3 separate regions of the Mus musculus genome follow, and regions 2 and 3 are each linked to region 1. Evidence: chromatin contacts called from public Hi-C and HiChIP or PLAC-seq data. All regions are on one chromosome and are shown on one strand. The core of a region is the stretch at or near the end of the contact, and the rest is flanking DNA. Distances in the headings are between cores, read along the strand shown. Region 1 holds the start of Rrbp1 (ribosome binding protein 1). Region 2 overlaps Ovol2 (ovo like zinc finger 2). Region 3 overlaps Kat14 (lysine acetyltransferase 14).

What was found. Hi-C and Micro-C count contacts between places; a contact is called where the count stands out from the background. HiChIP or PLAC-seq counts read pairs in DNA pulled down with a chosen protein or histone mark.
Region 2: a contact with region 1 is called in an H3K27ac HiChIP or PLAC-seq map of extraembryonic endoderm stem cells. The contact joins the enhancer-like site here to the promoter of Rrbp1 in region 1. A contact is called at or near these places in 11 of 39 promoter capture datasets (the C10 cell line, cranial neural crest, frontonasal cranial neural crest and 8 more), 5 of 484 Hi-C or Micro-C datasets (B cells, the Ba/F3 cell line, bone marrow-derived macrophages and 2 more), 16 of 115 datasets of contacts at active chromatin or transcription factors (the 230-238 cell line, bone marrow-derived macrophages, craniofacial prominence and 12 more) and 2 of 9 other capture datasets (liver and pancreatic islet).
Region 3: a Hi-C map of liver shows a contact between it and region 1, with 1.5 times the contacts expected there. The contact joins the enhancer-like site here to the promoter of Rrbp1 in region 1. A contact is called at or near these places in 13 of 39 promoter capture datasets (the 3T3-L1 cell line, the C10 cell line, the HPC-7 cell line and 8 more), 7 of 484 Hi-C or Micro-C datasets (CD4 T cells, double positive thymocytes, liver and 4 more), 3 of 115 datasets of contacts at active chromatin or transcription factors (differentiating embryonic stem cells, large pre-B cells and pancreatic cancer cells) and 2 of 9 other capture datasets (liver and macrophages).

The regions. Positions count from the first base shown.
Region 1 is chr2:144,009,889-144,012,979 of GRCm38.p6, forward strand. It overlaps Rrbp1 (ribosome binding protein 1), which reads right to left and starts at 1,375. Exons shown (of 24, transcript NM_024281.2): 1 at 1,111-1,375.
Region 2 is chr2:144,307,335-144,310,560 of GRCm38.p6, forward strand. All of the region lies in intron 3 of Ovol2 (ovo like zinc finger 2), which reads right to left. Among named protein-coding and RNA genes, the nearest start is that of Ovol2, 23 kb to the right of the region's middle. Within about 2 kb of position 1,492, at least 24 of the 459 cell types and tissues checked have an H3K27ac peak or open chromatin away from gene starts, as enhancers often do. A contact at or near this core is called in extraembryonic endoderm stem cells, liver and pancreatic islet, where this site is marked.
Region 3 is chr2:144,386,998-144,390,024 of GRCm38.p6, forward strand. It overlaps Kat14 (lysine acetyltransferase 14), which reads left to right. Exons shown (of 11, transcript NM_181417.3): 5 at 2,178-2,359. Among named protein-coding and RNA genes, the nearest start is that of Kat14, 19 kb to the left of the region's middle. Within about 2 kb of position 1,619, at least 19 of the 459 cell types and tissues checked have an H3K27ac peak or open chromatin away from gene starts, as enhancers often do. A contact at or near this core is called in liver, where this site is marked.

The DNA.
Region 1 (3,091 bases), core at 125-2,624:
CCACAAGAACAGTCAATACCAGTTGGCTACTCCCTACACGTGCTGGGTCTCCACTGCTGTCTCTCAGATGGGGAAATGGGAAACCTCTGAGAGAAAGCATTTGGTTAGCAACTGTCGACGAAGCGTGACACCTACGGGAAAGAGTCTCTGAAGCATCCTGCACAGCCTGCAGTAAGCCCGGGTCAACCGGCCTCCCTTCCCCGGGCACTGCCGGGGAGCCTGGCGGGCCGGGACAGACGGCGGGCCCAGTGCCAGGGCGCTTGGCCCGCCGGGCCGGAGGTGCCGACTTCCGCCCAGGCCTAGCACCACGGGTCCACTAATCATGGGCGCGGGAAAGAGACGCCAGGCAGGACCCCGGGTGGCCCCAACCCTGGCCAGGTCCCGCACCCTCGTGCCGGTTCCGCGAGGACCCGCCGTGAAACGGTGCTGCGGCCCTGCCGCCAGGGGGAGCAGGGAGCCTCATCCCGTACTCCGGGAAGTTGCTACGGCCAGTCCCGGACGGCACCCGCGGCGAGCCCTGTGGCCCCCGCCCGCCCCGTCGGGGCTGCCGACGTGTCCTGTGGCCACAGCCCGCAGCCCGGGGCTCTGGGCCCCCGCGTCGCCAATCCAGTCTCAGCCCTCGTCCCAGGCCGGCCCACCGCCTTCCGCCCCCCCAACCCCCTCCGGCCCGGACTCCGGCCCGGCAACGTCATCCGGTGGCTTCCCGAAACTTAACCCCTTCCTCCGCCAGCTGTGCGCCGCCCCGCCCCGCCGCCAACTTTCTTAGCCCAACTTCGGAGCGCGCGGGCCGGCCCGACGGCCCGGCCGAGAGGGAGGGGTCGCCACGTCGTGCCGCGGGGCCGCCGCAGCTCCTGGCCTGCCGGCCGGGGGAATCCACCCCGAGGGGCGCGCTCGGCCGACGCCCCTGCACGGGCTCGGCCTGGCACACGCAGCTCCGTCCCACTCGAGGGGCCGCGGCTACCGCCAGGGCGGGCGTGCGGGCCGGCGCCGCCGGGGGAGGGGCCGCCGAGGAGACGTGTCACTCGCGGCGCGACCGGCCCGGCGCCCCGACGGCCCAGCCCGCGCGCCTCCACCGCCGCCGCCGCTGCAGGGCCCGGCCAAGTTTCTTACCTGCAGCGGGAGACGCGAGAGGGAGAGCGAGAGGGCAAGAGCAGCCGCCGCCGCCGCCGCGGAACCGCAAGAGGGGAGCCGGCCGAGCCTCCACCGAGAAGCCGCCCCTGAGCAGCTGCACACACTGCGACCCTGGCGCCGTCCGCCCCGTCCGCCGTCCGCTCCGGCCGCTCGCTGGCTGCGTGCGCGTGTGTGGAGTCGTGGCACTTTCTGCCTCGGAGCTGGCGAACGGCCCCCTCCGCCGGGATCGCCGCCTCCTGCCTTCCCCACCCGGACCAGCCATTCATCGAGCTGCCTCTTCCTATTGGTTCACTAGCCGCCACTCTGCCGGCCTCTGACCAATCAGACCGCGGACGGCCGCGCCGCGGTGGCGACCATTGGCCAAAAAGGAGGGTCTACGTCTCAGCCAATGAGAGAGAGGAGGAGCTGCGGGGAGCCGCGGGGGGCGGGGCCGAAGAGGGGCGGAGCCGCGCAGCGCAACTCTCAGCTCTGCGCGGGGGCGGGTCTCTAACTCCCCGCCCACCTAGGGAGGTCCTCTGCCGGTCCCGCCCACTCCAGGCCTCCGCTCTCCACGCCACCGCTTATTCGGATTTGGCTCCGCCTAGGCCGATAGACTGCGGTTCGAATCCCCTTGGCCGCAGGCTGCTCTTTTCCTCCACACTGCCGGGCTGAGGTGGCCGTGAATGTTACCCTCAGGAGGACTGCACAAACCGTGAACAACTGGGAAAATGCCTTATTTAAACCCAAATAACGTCACACAAAGCACCAGCCTCTGGGTCTAAAGAAGAGTTCTGCAAGGGTCAGAGCAGGGAGGATGGGGCCTTATCTATCCGTAAAGGCACTGCATTCTGCATTCCATATTTTACTGAATAAGTGGGAGAATTGAGGTGGAAGACCTGGAAAGAACAAAAGAAATAGAGGTGGAAATTTTGATAAGAAAAGCCACTCCCTAAACAGAATAATATACTGTCCTTGTACAAATCACACAGCAGAGTTACATCCATCCTGTGACACTTGATTTCAGATGTTGGGACCATGAGGTTTTGGCCCAAGAAAATATGATAGCAACCCAGGAAATTGATCTAGTGATACTCCAAATATTAGCCAGCTACCCCTTTATAAAAACAAAAAAACAACAACCAACACCTACTTAGAAGAGGGGTGCATATGCCACCATGCACCAACTCTCTGCTTGATTCTCTCCTTCCATGGCTGTTTCTAGGGATCAAAACTCAGTCAGATTGCATAGAAAGTACTTAAAAGTAGTTTCCCTGTGCCATCTCATCAACACAAAAGCCTCTCTTCAAAACCAAGTTCAATTGAAATAACTTAACTTTAAGTGCTTTTCTTTTCTTTTTTTTTTTTTTTTTTTTTGAGTCAAGGTCTCACTATGTGGCTGTCCCACAACTTGCTTTGTATAACAGGCTGGCCTAGAACTCAAAGTCACAGAGTTCCTCCTGCCTCTGTTTTCTGAGTACTGGCATTAAAGGCATGAAACACCATGCCAGCTTAAGTTTAGGTTATAACCATTTTAACTGCAGCTCTTAAAATTATTCCTTTGAGCCTGAGGCAAGATCAGCCTCTTTGAAATGAAGTTTGGTCTCTCTCCTCTGTCCCCCACCCCCCTTTCGAGTCCACACAGAATTTGATATCAGGCATATCTCTCTCTCTATTGCTCGAGCAGGGTCTGTCTATGATCCTGGAGCCCACTCCTTTAACTCAGCTGCCTGACCAGTGAGTGACGGTCTCCATCTTCACAGTGCTGGATTGTAGGTGGCACCTGGAGTGTTCACATTCATGTTGGGATTTGAACTCAGGGCCTTCATAGCAGGTACTTTACCCACTGAGCCACCTCCCCAGCCTCTAAGATTTAGTGTTCTAAAAGGCCAAAGGACTACACCTGCCCCAGCCTCTGTGGCTGCAGAGTTCCTGCCTCAGTTCCTCTGTGAGCACCCCTTTGGCCATTGCTACTTGACAGCTG
Region 2 (3,226 bases), core at 242-2,741, 300 kb after region 1:
GCACTTGAGGGAGGTGGAGGCAGAAAGATGGGGAGTCCAAGGCCAACCTGAGTCATGTGACTACATAGGAGGTAACTAAGTTGGTCAGCTGTCCAGCTCTCCTGTGCCTGCACCACCAAGGCAAGCTCTCCAGCACTGACTCCAGCCAGCTTGCCCAATGCCAAAGCTGGCAGGGGTAGGGCCATTTCTACTGTGCTGCCACACGAGGCATAGGGCTTGAGGAGTGAGGAAGGGGGAAGGCATTTCTCCCTCGACCACCCCAAGGCAAATGAAAAGAGTTAGCTTTCCTGCACTCCCTTCTTCGGCCCCCCACCCCCACTCTCTCTCAAAGATTTATTTTATGTATATGAGCACACACTAGCTGTACAGATAGTTGTGAACCTTCATCTGGTTGTTGGGAATTGAATTTAGGTCAACCCTGCTCGATCTGGCCCAAAGATTTATTTATTATTATAAATAAGTACACTGTAGCTGTCTTCAGTCGCACCAAAAGAGGGTGTCAGATCTCATTATGGGTGGTTGTGAGCCACCATGTGGTTTCTGGGATTTGAACTCAGGACCTTCAGAAGAGCAGTCAGCGCTCTTACCCGCTGAGCCATCTCTCCAGCCCCAACTTCCTCCACTTTAATGGTCCACTTTCTACTTAAAACAAAAACAAACAAACAAACAAACAAACAAAACCTAGGTTCTACATGAGAGACACAAACAATATGTCTGAGTCACTTATCTTACTTCAAATGAGGTGACATAATTTCATTTTTTATGGCTGTATGATACTCAACTGCATATATACATATCTGAGAAATGAACACTTCTGACTCTTGACATAGAGCTTCCTATTTATTCCTGGGGTGACCCAGAGACCAGCAGGTGACCCAGAGATCAGCCTTCCCTGCAGTATTTAATGCATACTCTGCACATATCTTCTATGGGCAGAGCACCCAGCAAGGTCTAAGAAGGTTAAGAGATTTCAGGGGCCCACATCATCACCTGGCCAGTAAAGAAAGGGGCTGACTAAGAGGTTTTTTCATTAAAAGGATATAGTATAGGCACGGAGTCTGGTTTTGAGGATGGGTAGGTACTTCATGATATAGACACAGAAGGAGACAGACCATAAAAGCTCTAGTTATAACATCTCTACCTTATAAACCTGTTCCCTGCCCCAGTGTTCCTGCTTCCTCTTCTGACTATAATCTCACTCCTGGCAGACAGACAGTTTTGTCAAAAAAGCTTCTTCCTGGGCTTGAATGAATAAAATCCAGTCTCCACACCTTCAAGGGAATAGAGATAGACCTGTGTAAAGAGGATCTAAGCCCCACCCACAACACCGAGGCCACGCCCATCACCTCCCTCTCTAACAAAAACCAATCTTACCCTAGTCAAAAGAACAGGTTGGTTGGGAACCAAAAGCACCATCTGCTACCAGACATAAATTAACCTACTGACACCTACCTGGGTTCCAAAGTCCAAGGCCACTGGGAAGCACAGCACTGCCCATCTGCCACTCATTAACGGAGTCCGTGGTCAATCTGTTAACTCCCGATACCGCTCAATCGCCTCACCCACGAAATGCAGATAGTTCTCACACCCAGGAGGGCTGCTCTGAGGATTAACTGAGCTATCACAGGCACAAGAGCTGGCAAACACTAAGTCTCAGGGCGCTAGGATCTCGGTGTTTAGAATCCAGCTCAACACAATGGAAGCAGGGTCCCCTGCCTGCCCTATCCCTAAGTACTCAGGATTTGTCTTCCACCTATACCTTTTGTTATGAATTCTGTATTTCACAACAAAAAAGGATTTTAAAAAATGGTCCCTAGGAGGCTGGCTGAGCCATCCCTCACTGCCTGCTCTTTTGAATTTTTTCTTTTCTTTTTTAAGATTTATTTTATTTATTGTATGTAAATACACTGTAGCTGTCTTCAGACACCAGAAGAGGGGATCGGGTCTTGTTACAGATGGCTGTGAGCCTCCTTGTGGTTGCTGGGATTTGAACTCAGGATCTCTAGAAGAACAGTCACTGCTCTTAGCCGCTGAGCCATCTCTCCAGTCCCCATTTTGAATTTTCTATCCGACACCTTTATTACCTAGTTCATTCATATATACATACATGCATGCGTACATACATATACACACACATATACATACATTCATATATACATGTGTATATAGATTATATACATACACACATATATATGTTCTTCTGGGGTGTTGTCAACAAAGACTTTTGAGTTTTTCATTCTTTTTGTGTGTGTGTGTTTGTTTATTCCCAACACTAAGCTGAATTTCAAATCCCACATCTCCAGGTAAAGTCCCCACTTCTGGAACTTTCTGATTGCTTTCCTTCCTCTGGGTCAAATGTTCCTTTCCTGATTTTGAGCCAACTGTGAACTCCAACAAGAAGCTCTGACACTGGCCTCCTGGTGGGAGAAGACACTGAGGGCCGCCTCTAGGAAGGCAAAGAGGCAATGCCTGTGAAACCCAGAGTGCTCCTGCCCTTTGGCCTAGTAAGTTCACCTGTGGGAGGTTACATCAGAGATAGACTTGCATGGGTGGGCAAAGGATATGCAAGAAAATTCATGGTGGTCAGAATTAAATAAAACAGAAAACAACCTGAAAATGGAAGCAAAGACTTCTGGGAACTAGGAAAGGACTGTGCCTCTGTGATGGGATTTGTCATGGTTTCGTATTACATGGACAATGAGGAAAAGGAGTGAGGTTCCACAATGCAGACACCAAGCAAGCCAGGGTCTCCTTCCCAGGAGAGCAGCCATGTGCCTTCGAAGCTTCCAGGACAAAAAACAAACAAAGAATAAATGGCAAATCACTTTCAGAAGCAAACTGGGGCTGGAAAAGAATCTTGGGTGTTTTGTTTTGTTTTTTAAATCTCATTTTCCACCATCCCGCCCCACCCCCCACGTAAATATATTATTATCTTTTTAGGTAAAAACAAATATGTAAGTTAAAATCTAAATGAAACCACGGATGAGGCGACACCACAGGTGAGCTGGGCTGTGGGGAGTGGATTCCAGGGTTCTTAGGCTAGCAGCCCTGCCTTAAACTTCTGATCTGCATTTTTCCCAATCCAGGCAATCTTTCTCCTTGGCCCCAAACAAAGACACCATTGTCCTCTCTGCTTTAGTCAGGCTGGGGTTTGTTTGCCTTCTGGTCTCTCTCAATATAGCCCCTGATGGAAGATAAGGTAAGAAAGCCCCCTGTCCTGTGGGCA
Region 3 (3,027 bases), core at 369-2,868, 380 kb after region 1:
GAGAACACCTTTATGAAAAAAGGTGTTTGATAAAACAAAATGAAAAGTGGCATTCTTTTCTTTGTTTGCAAATCTCAATAATATCTGACTTTTTGAAGATTGGTTCTCATCTTCCATATTCAGTACGTTGACTGTCACATGTCATTGTCATTGGAAACTACTAAACACTTGTAAAAAATTAACATGAAAAGGCAAACACCTTAATATTCTAAAACTACATTTTAAAGATTTGTTTACTTATTTTATGTATGTGAGTACACTGTAGCAGTACAGATGGTTGTGAGCCTTCATGTGGTTGCTGGGAATTAACTTAAGACCTCTGCTGGCTCCAGCCCCTGCTCGCTTCAGCCCAAAAATGTATTTATTATTATATGTGTACACTGTAGCTGTCTTCAGACACACCAGAAGAGGGCGTCAGATCTCATTATGGATGGTTGTGAGCCATCATGTGGCTGCAGGGATTTGAACTCAGGATCTTCAGAAGAGCAGTCAGTGCTCTTAACCGCTGAGCCATCTCTCCAGCCCCCTAAAATTAATTTTTTTTTTTTTTTGGTTTTTCGAGACAGGGTTTCTCTGTATAGCCCTGGCTGTCCTGGAACTCACTTTGTAGACCAGGCTGGCCTTGAACTCAGAAATCTGCCTGCCTCTGCCTCCCGAGTACTGGAACTAAAGGTGTGCGCCACCACGCCCGGCTTAAAAATAATTTTTATCTTACATGCTCAGAGAGGCTTGAGCACCAGGTGTCTTTGGACCTTTCATTAAGAATTACTGGTGTTAGGGCTGAGGGAAGGGTGGTGAAGAGAAAGCAAGGACAGTTTCTCTCATCGTCTTAGCTCTGAGTGAGTGCGATAGGTTGGAAAGGTTAAAAAAATGAGGATGAAGGAGAGGTGCTCGGAGCCCAGAGGTGGCCTGGGAGGAAGATAGAGCTGCTTTGCCAGCTTCCTGTCACTGTAACGGGTTACCTGCTGCAGGGTCCTTATGAAGGAAAGAACTTCAGCACTGTCACGGGCTAACTCATGAAAGAAAGAGGGTCCTTTTGCCTGTTCAGTCCTGTGATCAGGCGACACTTTGGCTGAGCCTCTGATAGTCTATCTTGGTGTCAGTATGTGTCAAAACAAGCTGTCATTTTTAGAGCCAGGAACAGAGAGACAGGGAAGGACTGAGGGAGAGACTAAGGGAGCAAGCCCAATGGCTTAAGGACCTCCCATAAGACACACTTCTTAAATGTCCACACCCCCAGCAGCCCCACTCTGAGATCAAGCCTTTGCATATGGATTGGAGACTCTCCCAAAGTGTAGCTCTTGCTGCTAAAGGTTTTCTCTTCCTTTTCTAGTACATGTTTGAAGCTTTTTTTTTTTTTTTTTTTTTTTTGGCAAAAGATTGTACTCCTTCTGTAAAAGTTCATTTCTGAGAATTTCTGGTAATTGATTTATATCTGTAACATAGAAATTGTGGCCATTAAAGTAATTTTTAGTGGATGAATAGTTGGCCTTCAGCCTCTCTGTCTTTACTTCGTTATATCTGCTGTCTTTGAAGCATGCCTAGGAACCACTCTGGTATGTCAGGCAGGGCACAGTGAATCAGACAGAGATGTGTTCTCTGGGTGCAACAGCTATTCACTAGGACTAATGATTAACTGTGCCATCAATGCCCAGGCTCATAGTCAACAAAGCAAGCCAGCTTTTCCCCCTGTGATGATTGATTGATGAAGTGGTTGCTTTTAGTCTGTTTGTTTTGTTGTCTTTTGAGACAGGATCTCTCGTGTAGTCCCGGGTGTCCTGAAACTCTGACTTGTAGAACAGAATGACCTTGAACTCAGAGATATTCCTGCCTCTGCCTCTGCAAGTGCTGAGATTAAATGCGAGTGCCTTTGCATCTGGCTGTGATAAGTGTTTTATGTTTGAATTACTTCATTTGATCTCTTAGCCACCCAATAAGGTAATTCTGTTATCCTGGTTTCTCAGAGGAAGAAACTACCACAGCTGGAAGGTGACACAGCAAGGATGTAAAGGCAGGCAGATCCCACCCCTGGCTCTGGGCTGCTGTGCTCTATTTCTTCCCCCAGTGCAGGCTGTACAGCAGCTGGCAGCCAGGAATCAGTGAGTTTATGTCGAATGTACTTTCTCTGCTGTGATCAAATGGAAGTATCTATAGCGTTGAAATTCTCTGCGCTTTAGGAAAAAGACGTCGACGTGGTGGAGCACAGTAGCAGGCTGCCTCAGCGTGGGAAGCCCTGTTTATTTCCGGTCAGGTGCTCAGGAGTTTGGAGAGCCCGGATGGTGGAAACTTGTTCATAACAGACCCCCAACCATGAGGCCGGAGGGAGAGAAGCTGGCTGCCTCCACCTTGAAAGTGAAAGGTAAATTGTGAGAAGTCCCAGCCTGGGCCCGAGACTCCCCAGCGCCCACTTGCTGCCTCTGGGGCTGTGAGCAGGACAGTTTCACAGGCTCAGGGGTTGAATACTATAGAAAACATACTGTCATTTCCTAAGGAAGTCACTCGTTTTGTCATCTCCTTTGGTGGCCTCCCCACCCTCTGTTCTTTCTGTTTGCCTGTCTTCATATGGTCTCTAGTCAAAGCTGTCCTGGGACTCACTTGTAGCACATGCTGGCCTTAGCTTTGAACCATCCTCCTGCCTCTGCCTCCCAAGGGTTGGGATTACCAGCATAAACCATTGCGTGAAACAGAAGGTTGTTTTCAGCCTGATCGCCTTTAAGCTTTTTATTGTAGAAATGGAAGCCCACTTGAAGGAGTAGAGAAGAGTGTGAGAGCCGGTCCTCCCTCACCTCAGCAGTGGTCACTCCAGTGTTGCCAGTGATCCGGTTCTCTAGTCCGACTCTCCGCTCATCTGCATCTTTGACTTGTTTAGAAACATTTTATCCTTAAATAGTTCAGTCTGTGTCTCTAGGATGTTCTTTCTCTTTATAGGATGACTGTGATGCCATTTTGTTTAAATAGCATTTTAACTCCTTATTATCACATGTTGATTTTTATTTTTTTAATCTAGAAAACTTTGATTTTTTGAGA